2 separate regions of the Mus musculus genome follow, and region 2 is linked to region 1. A link is a contact called in public HiChIP or PLAC-seq data. All regions are on one chromosome and are shown on one strand. Each heading gives the region's core, a stretch centred on a gene start, on an enhancer-like site or on the middle of the called end of the contact. The rest is flanking DNA. Distances are from core to core; before and after follow the strand shown. Region 1 holds the start of Spin1 (spindlin 1). Region 2 has its middle 26 kb from the start of Shc3.

Region 1 (4,422 bases), core at 1,259-3,758:
CTGTTTTGTTTTTTAAGACAGGGCCACTCTATGTAGAGCAGACTGGCCTTGAACTCAGAAATCTACCTGCCTTCACTTCCGAGTGCTGAGACACACAGCACGGCACCACCACTGCCCAGCAATTTGATCTGTGAGCTGGTATGTGCTTGCCACCCCAGCTCTTGGTAGGAGAGCGGCAGGTGGACGAGAATGGTGTTCAGGATTGTCTTTGGCTGTATAAAAGTTCTGACCAGCCTGAGCTATATGAGACCTCATCTTAAAAACAAAAACCAACTCTGTCCCTGAGTCCAATTTAGGCATTCATAAATCTAGAATGTAGCCCGTGTTATTTTTGACAGGTTGCTGGAGACCATCAGTCGAGGCAAATTTAAACCTGAGGTTGTGAAGAAGTGGGAGAAAGCAAGGCTTGAAGGGTTGATTGGTCAGTTGGGTCTGCAAGTGGCCTCAGATAGGTAGAAGCCAAGGATGACACCAAATGCCCTACCATGCACGAGGCCAGGTATTGGGGAGGCTTACACAGGAAGACCTTAAATTACAGGCCTGCGTGGGCTTACCCAGCTAGATAGTGAGGCCCTGGTTCAAGCAAAACAACCCAATACTCTTTTCCCCAAGTTACCAGGTCCCAAAATGTCAGTAAGTGCTAGGCAGATGTGAAGGCCATTTTTGTCAACTTGACATCAGGAATCAAAACTCCAAAATGGATGGGCCCACCAGTGATGGATTTCTGCTTAATTAAACCATTTGATATGGATCTTTGAGGTAAAAAAAATATACCTTTAATCCAGACCTTTTGAGGTGGGAAGAGACACGGTTAATGTGGATCTTCTGAGGTAGGAAGACATACCTTTAATCTGGGGCACACTTGTTGGCAGCTTATTTAAAGGACACGGAATAAGGAAGTTTTTGCTCTTTGCTGTCTCACTAGCAAGTCCATTCCTTCACTCACATTATAGCCTGCTTGAGATTCCAGCGTATGCTGAAGACCAGATGAGACATTCAGCTTTCAGTACTGAACAACTACTGAATTCCTGGACCTTCTGTGGGTAGACAGCCATTGCTGGACTAACTTGATCAAAGCCTGTGAGGTATTCTAATACATACTCTTTCCATATGTATATATTCATTTTGTAAGTTCTGTTCCTCTAGAGAACAGAAAAAAAAAAACAAACCAAAAAAAACCAGGCGTGTCACCAAGGAAACGGAAGTGTTCCATACTGTCACTCCAGCCTCCTTCCCTATCACACCCTTCCTTGTTCCTGTCAGCCTCCACGATCAAACATTAAACACAACAAAAGCTAATCTTCTCTCAGTGATCTCCAGGCTGGCTGCATCTCTACTGAAATTAGCCCTCTCTTCGGTCTGTGACTACGTTGCTCCTGCCAAGAATGTCATCTGAGACAAGCATTTTAATTTGAGCAGGCACATATCAATCTTATTTTGAAAAAAAAAAAAAAAGTGCCAATGGAATCCCAAAGAGCACAGCGAACTAAGAGCCGTGCTGCAGGTTTGGAGTGCGCAAAGGGCTTTCCAATAACGTCTTGTAATTCGACCTGGCAACACTCTGGCAGGAGGCTTATTACAATGCGGCAGTGCTACAGCACTCGAGGAACCAGGTCGGTGACCGCCTGGATCCAGACACTGGGTTAAAGGAGGGAAGGAGACCCAGACGAAGCTTCAGGTCCCGTATTTCACTTCCCCTCAAACCAAACCATCCCGGACGTTTTCTTTTTCTCTCTTTCCTTGCCCACAGCCAAACAGATCCTCAATAGGCGATCTTAACTGGAACCAGAGTCGCACGGATTCTCGTGCGATCGTGGGAAGTCTTGGCTTGCAGCCTCGCGAGGAGCCCGGGGTGACTTCTAGAGCAGCGGCTGCAGCTAGGCCAAGGCTAGGTGTTTGCAGCAGCCACCCTCAGCAGGTGTTCGCAGGAGGCCCTGAGCTTTGCAAGCTGAGCCTAGTTCCTCAGCCACTGCGCAGTGCGGCGTACAGCAAGGCGGTGTGTCTTCAAGGGAGCATGGGGGAGCCTATCCATATTTTTAAAGGGCTCGCGTCCTGCAGTCCAAAGCTGCTGCTCCGCAGGAAAGTGCACCTGCGCGGCGCACGGTCATGTGACCTAGCCTCCTGCATCTCCGCAGCTAGCCAGGCAGCTACCCGAGACAGCAGACGTAAGGTCCCAGGACAAAGAGTCAGGATAGCTCCTGGAAGCCGTCCTCCCGTGCAAGAGTAAATACCAACGCCCGCTACTCTCCGTTCGTCTTCCCGACCCTGCTCCGCTTGTAAGAGAGGCCGGCTCTACGCCAGGCCCGCGGCTCCCCAGCGTGTACCTCGCCGCTCCGGGTGCGCGCCCCACCCTCCAGGTGAGCAGCGCCAGGCCCCGCCCCCGCCGCCAGGGCCCGCCTCCCACCCGCGCCTGCGCAGTGCGTCCGGCGGCGCCGGGCGCCGGGGCGGCGCGGCCGTCGCAGTTCGGCGGGCGCAGTGCGCGTGCGCCGTGGCGGCCGGGGGGCGGGCGGCGGCCGCGGCGAGGAGCGGGGGTGGGGAGGCGCCGTCTGGCTCGGGCTGGGCCGGCGGGGAGCACGAGCGAACCACGGCGGCCCCGTGGGCAGCCTCGGTGGCCGACAGGTGAGACGCGCGTGGGGCTGGCTGCAGGGCCGTGAGGGGGGAAGCGAGTGGGCCTCTCACGGCGCGCGGACCCAGGTGAGCATAGCCCGCGGGGCCCCGGGCGCATTGTCCGCGGGCGGCGCCCCTCAGCGCCCCCTGCCGGCCGGGCTCGGTGGGGCCGGGGCGCGGCGGGCTGGGGCCGGGGCGTGCGCGAGTTCCTTTGTTCGTCGCCCCCGCCCGGTCCCCGCCGCCCCCGCCAACATGGCGCTCGCGGGGTCCCTGCCCCAGCCCCGCGGCCGCTTCCCGCGCGCTTTGTTCCGTGCCGGGCGGGGGGCGGGGGCGGGGGCATTGCGTAACCGGGCGGGGGAGGGGCGTGGCGGGACCCCCGCGACGGGTCATCCCGGTGACGCCCTGCCTGGGGGGCTCGGGGCGCGGGCCTGCGTGACCTTGGGTTTGCCTCCCCGAATGCGCCCGATAGATGTGCGGTGCGGATACTGCGCAGCGCCGGGGGTCGCGGTCCCTGGCGGCTTCCTGCACGGATGGTGCGTTCTGGGCCTTTCCGGGAGGCGGGGGGTGTCGGGTTGAGAAATGGCTTCAGTCATCCACGACGTTGCCTGCGCATCTCAAAGTTTGTTTACGCAATTGTTTTTATATTGATTTGGTTTCGATGGTCTATGAATTGGGTTTCGGGTTTTGTAAGGATTTTTCTCTCTGTGTGTGTGTGTGTGTGTGCGCGCGCGCGTGCAGTCTTACTTCTGGTTTAAAGGCTTGTTTATTTATCGTGTACATCCAAAAGCAATACAAGATTCGTTCAAGTGTTGTAAAGGATTTTAGTGTGACTAGCGAGAAAGATGGTATCCGTATCGAAATGCGAATGCCTCACTAACTTTCCTTGGAATTTTCTGGAAGAAGCTGCAGCCTGAAAGGATTGATGGAGAGTAATTGCCTTCTGCATAGCTTTTGTTAGAGAGTGAAAATGAAACCGGATCTTAGACGTTTTTTTACCTATACATCCTGAGCGCACTTCTGAGGTGGTGAAATTTTGGAAAGATAGAAGAGGCACATCTTTAGCCTTTTTAACCCCTTCAGTATTAGTTAATGGGTGAACACGATTTACAGGATGTCCGTTATCAGATTTGGTAATTGTGTATTAACGTAGCCTGCTATGTTTATAAAAACGTGTAGTGTTTCTCTCAATAAGTAAAACGAAATTAGCTTTAAAATCCTACTTTGACATGCCTAAGAAATGGATCAAGCAAAAGGCTTTCAGTCTAAGTGAATTTGTATGAGGTCTCCTGTACTCTAGACTGGCCTTGCGCCACTCTCCTTTTTCCGCCTGGAGTACAATCGAGTGAGGGGCTGTCTTTTTATACTTAGGATTTTTGAAATATATGTGTGTGGATGTTTTGTCTGCATATTTGTCTGTGTACCACATGTGTGTCTGGTGCTCAAGGAGTCCAGAAGAGGGCTCTGAACTCCCGGGACTGGAGTTAGACAATGGGAGTGCTGGGAATCAAACACGGGTCCTTTGGAAGAACAGCCAGTGAGTGCTCTTAACCGCTGAGCCATGCTTAAGGTTTTTTAAAAATAGATTTTCACTATGGAATTTCTCTAGTCAAGCCCACTTTAGTGTTCAAAGGAGGTGCTTTAAGCCTTTCTGGGATAGCTAAGCTCTGATGCTGCCCATCTCTTACATAGGATAGGGTGGTCACCCTTCACCAGGCCTAGTAACAGGATTGTAACCCTAGTTGTTGAGGAGGGTTGGAAGTTTAAGGACAGCTTGTATAATTTAAGGTCCTGTTTCAAAAAGTCAGAAGTCTGTGG
Region 2 (4,942 bases), core at 935-3,434, 490 kb after region 1:
AGCAGTACAGGAAACATCACCCAACTTCTCTTATCTTATAAACAGCCCATAAAATATTCTGTTGGAGCCTATGGAGAGAATATCTTGTCTGTTGTATGAATGCATCATCTGTCAATTAAAAAGCCTATGGCTTAGACAAGAAGTGGGGGTGGGATGTCTGGAAGGAGAAAGGACTCTGGGAGAAAGCCAGGTGGGGATTTGCCAGGAAGATGCGTGGTACCTGAACACAGGTAACCAGCCATGTGGCAAAATGTAGGTGAAAATGAATACGTTATCTTAAGTTATGATTCTAGTCAGAAAAGAGCCTAGCTATATGGCCAGGGATTTCTAAATATATTTTGGGTCTGAGTCTTATTTCTGGGAGCATGAGGCTGGGAGGAAGAAGCAGGACTTAACTTCAACAGGATCCAGCAATGTGTGAAAAGAACTGTATAATATGATCTAGTGAAACTTATTACAGGAATGTCAGGCAGGGTCAGTATCTGAAAAGCAACTTAACCTACCACCATATCAACAGGCTAAAGAAGAGAAACACATGGATTAAGCCTCACATTTGTTATTAATATTTTTATTTGTTAACAACTTTATACATGTAAACAATGTGTCTTGATCTCATCTACCTACCTTCTACTCCCTCAGGTACTCTAAAACTTTCATGGTGTGTGTGTGTGTGTGTGTGTGTGTGTGTGTGTGTGTACACATGTGTGTGTATGTGTGTGTATGTGTGTGCATGTGTGTGTATGTGTGTATGTATATGTGTGTGCATGTGTGTGTATTTGTATGTGTGTATGCATATGTGCGTGCGTGCGTGTGTGTATGTGTTTATGTGCATGTATGTGTGTGTGTGTGTGTGTGTATGTGTGTGTGTGTGTGTGTTTATGTGCATGTATGTGTGTGTGCATGTGTGTATTATGTGTGTGTGTGTGTGTGTGTGTGTGTGCGTGTGTGTGTGTTTATGTGCATGTATGTGTGTGTGCATGTGTGTATTATGTGTGTGTGTGTGTGTGTGTGTGTGCATGTGTGTATTATGTGTGTGTTTGTGTGTGTGTGTGTGTGTGTGTGTGTGTACATGTATGTCCCACTGAGTCCAGTCAACGCTGCCTGCTGTGATGATGACTAATCCCATAACTCCCATAGCCGCTGGGAATTCCTGGGTTCAGACGGCCCTGTCACATGCAGATACAGAATTGTATAGCTTTCGTCTTTATCCTTCATTTCTTTTATTCTTTCTAACCCCTCTTCCCAGATTTCCCATGAGCCTGTCCTGGAGGTGGTACAGATGTCCCACTTAGGACTGACAGCTCAACAGTCACTTGTTCTAGCTGTGAATCTATCTCTTCAGTGAGTGCTGAACGCTGAAGAGAGAAGTGTCTTTGGTCACAGCTGAGAATGGTACTAATGTATGGTCAGTTTGACAACACGTTTGTTCCTCCCTAGAACCTGTGACCTCCCTGGCAGGTTGATATTGTAACACACAGATAAACCTCACCTCTTAATATATTGTTTGGTTTTTAATACTGTGATTTCATATCCAATTTCAAGTAGAAATAGTTGTGTTTTATTTTCATTTCTTCTTATCCAAACTAACGGGCTAACCTCAGGATTACAATGAAAAAAATTTTTTTTGAGGTATAAATAATTCAAAAGCTATTTATAGTACTAAATTCTAACACTGTTTACATTAGGCAGACATTTTAAAATACATTCTGAACACCAATCTATTTTTAAATCGTTGAAAGGGGTTTCACCAGCCACCTCACAAAAAGAAAGAAGGAATAATAAACTTGAGAATGCAAAACAGTTTAAATTGTCTCAAGCCGTTTGGACTCTTCTTTCCTGATAATAGCAGCGCTGTGGCTTCCGTATGCTAAAATCAAGGATTGTTGTTCAGTCTTATTTTCTACACTGGGCTTTCTCGGTTCGGATGGGTCTATTTGCTTCTTCGCCTCGCCTGCTTTAAATCCTAGCGTGGTGAGGCTCTCCACCGGGGCCAACTCTGGATCGCTTCAGCCCCACCCTCCAAGTTCTCTTCCGCAGGAGCCTAAAATTCTTTTGAAATTAAGTAGGATAAGCGCCTGGGCTCCCAGCGTCTCCACTTCCTGAGACCCTCCCTCTGTACCACCAACACCCCTCCTCTCGGTGGTTTGACCGGTTATCCTAGAAACGCTGCTAAACCTCCGCCTCCTAACTCTGGCGGACTGTGGCATCCTCCCTTGCGCACTTTGCGGGCGCGGCAGAGGCAAGGCTGGGCGCACGTAGGTGGGTGAGGCAGGCGCATGTGGGTGCTGCCAGTGCGTGGGTGAAGTAGGGTTGCGTGGGTGACGTGGGGGTGGGGGATACGTGGGTGCTGCAGGTGCACGTGGGTGTTGCTGGCGCGTGGCTGCTGTAGGGGCGTGGGTGTTGCTGGCTCACGAGGCTGCTGCTGGTGCGTGGCTGCTGTAGGGGTGTGGGTGCTGCGTGCAGACGATGGCGGCAGATCAAGAGTCCCAACCTAAGAGACAGAGGCAGTGTGCTTCCTGTCCCAACGCATAAAATCCCTGGAGCCCCTGGAAACGCTCCTAGTAACGCCTATGAGGTTCACGGTTCCAAACAGGAAAGGAAACGCTACTGATGCCACAGAGCAATGGTGAAACTGGGAGGAGGGGCAAGAGTATAACTTAAAAAAAAAAAAAAAAAAAAAAAAACTATGGCACAGGGAAACGCCCAGAGCCTCTCCACAGAGGATCCTCTCAGGCCAACCCAGCAAGTCCCCTATTCAGCCATTAAAATGCCCGGCAGCACCCGTTCTCCATCACCCTCACTCACTCAAGAAGACAAGAGGACTTCTTCAGTTGGAAAGATGAGGATAGGCTACGCATCCCTGCGCACCCATGATTGAGGGCGGACCCGCCCACGCCCCTTTCAACAGCCCACATTATGTCTGGCTCGTTTACTCAAATGGGCATTAAGCAAACTGCGGTTACCAGAGTAAAACTCCCACAACACACCCTCTCACTACCTAGAAGAGTGCCTATCCCCAGAGTAAAGAGAGAGGCTATCGTGACCAGTGAGTTTCAAGAACCAGACTTGTCTCCATCAACTAATGTTCTGCTCTGGATCCCACACAAGTCCAAGCACCAAACACACCTATTCCTCAGCTCCTTCAAATCCCAGTCTACAGAAGTTCCAGTTCCGTGAGCCCCTGAGGCGGCGAGATCGAAATATTCCAATATTGTTCCAGTAAACTCTACAACCACGAGTTTCTTTCGCTGCTCATGGTTTGATTGAGTTGGCTGTTGTTGTTGTTGTTGTTGTTGTTGTTGTTGTTGTTGTTGTTGTTTTCAAGAGGATGAGGTAGTGGTGGTAAGGCAGAGTCTCAGCCCAGGTTAGCCTCCGATTTAACTGAGTAACCAAGGCTGGCCTTGAACTTCTGACCTTCTGCAACCTCCTGAAGTCTGACCACAGTTGTTCATTTTAGCCACATTAGGTACCTGATACACAAATACCTACACAGACAAGAGCACAGCTTTCAAAAAAGCTTTCTTTTTTTTCTTTTACTATTCTGAGTATCCCAAAGTTAAAAATTAGATCCTGGAGGGATAGAGACAAGCCAGGAGGGTGAGGGAGAGAGGACATCTTCCCTAAAGTCAATCCCTGCCCCGTTCCCCGTTTCTGTCCACACCATTACCAGCCTCAGTCTTTTCATCTTAATTCAAGACACAGCTGGCTTTCCCAGAAGGATGTGCTTGTCAAACTTGGATGGTTTTGTCCTACTATGTTATCCGTTAGAAACCTGACCCTCAGTGTGGGAGTGTTGAGAGTTGGTGGCCTAGCCGATATTCCTTCACCGTCTCCACAGGATGTGAAAGGCCAGTGGTTAGGACACTGGAAGGTAAATAAACCTCTTTATAAGGTACTCTGGTATTTCGTTACGGCCACAGAAAACGGACTCATTCTTGTGGCTTTAGGAATAAGTAGTATGCAACTGAGAATGTAGAACACTTGGGAAGATTCCGTTTCCAGTGGGTTGGCTTGTCAGTCTTAATCCTGCTCCTTGCTCTGAACTCCTGAATCAGCCTTCACTAGACCAGGGTATGACTCTACTCCCTGGCTCTTGAAATCTATGATGTAGAACAGATGCCCTCTCTCTAAACCTGTATTGAGGCACTAGTTTCCAAGGAAGATGCCATGTAAAGATCTGCTAGACTACAGATTCCCCCTGACTTCCTCTTTGACGTTGCCAAAGGCCTCCTGCAAACAGCTTGCACCTCAGTGCTCTCCAGGATCCCTCTAGTGGCCCACCCACACGCCCTCTATACCTGCTCTTCCCATGAGAAATGGCAACAGAGTCACTCAAGTGGCCTTGATAAACAAACCCTGGGGCCTGAAGACGCTCAAACAGAAGCTTGAACACACTTGTGGGAAGGCACTCTGGTTATAACTGGATCACTAGGGCTATGTAAATAATTACATTTTATATCATGAAGACATGAGAACTTAGGACCCATGGCGGTGAACGGGTAAAACCATGAGCCAAAGCGTTCTGTGCAAACAGTGTGCTACTGAATTAGGCGTGGAGTCTCACCGCTAACAGAGTCTCCTGGCTGTCCAGGAAAGCCTCCTGGAGGCAGTCTGCAAGGACCTGGCTTGAGGACACTGTCTATGTGGAGCACCCAGGGAAACATCCCCTACCCTGCACACAGACCCTGATCCCTCATCCTCCCTGTATTAGGAGGGATCACTTCCCTCCTTCCTGTGGCCAAACATCTGCCAAAGCAGCTCAAAGGAAGATTTTGGCTCACAGTCACATGATCACATAGGGTCCATCATGGCGGGAATGTTTCTGAGTTAAGTTTTCTATGGCTGCGATAAAATACTATGGCCAAAAGCAACCTGGAGAGGATTTTGCATTTATTTCGGCTTAGAGCTCTCAGGTCACACTTGGTCACTGAGGGAAGTCAAG

What was found. HiChIP or PLAC-seq counts read pairs in DNA pulled down with a chosen protein or histone mark.
Region 2: a contact with region 1 is called in an H3K4me3 HiChIP or PLAC-seq map of forebrain, with 6 times the contacts expected there. The contact joins the enhancer-like site here to the promoter of Spin1 in region 1. A contact is called at or near these places in 4 of 39 promoter capture datasets (the 3T3-L1 cell line, cranial neural crest, hippocampal neurons and 1 more) and 6 of 115 datasets of contacts at active chromatin or transcription factors (T-cell acute lymphoblastic leukemia, acute myeloid leukemia, astrocytes and 3 more).

Annotation. Positions count from the first base shown.
Region 1 is chr13:51,098,372-51,102,793 of GRCm38.p6, forward strand. It overlaps Spin1 (spindlin 1), which reads left to right and starts at 2,509. Exons shown (of 6, transcript NM_146043.4): 1 at 2,509-2,619. 9430083A17Rik (RIKEN cDNA 9430083A17 gene) reads right to left here and starts at 2,356. Exons shown (of 1, transcript NR_029463.1): 1 at 1-2,356.
Region 2 is chr13:51,592,732-51,597,673 of GRCm38.p6, forward strand. No RefSeq gene overlaps it. Among named protein-coding and RNA genes, the nearest start is that of Shc3, 26 kb to the left of the region's middle. Within about 2 kb of position 2,185, at least 74 of the 459 cell types and tissues checked have an H3K27ac peak or open chromatin away from gene starts, as enhancers often do. A contact at or near this core is called in craniofacial prominence, forebrain and hippocampal neurons, where this site is marked.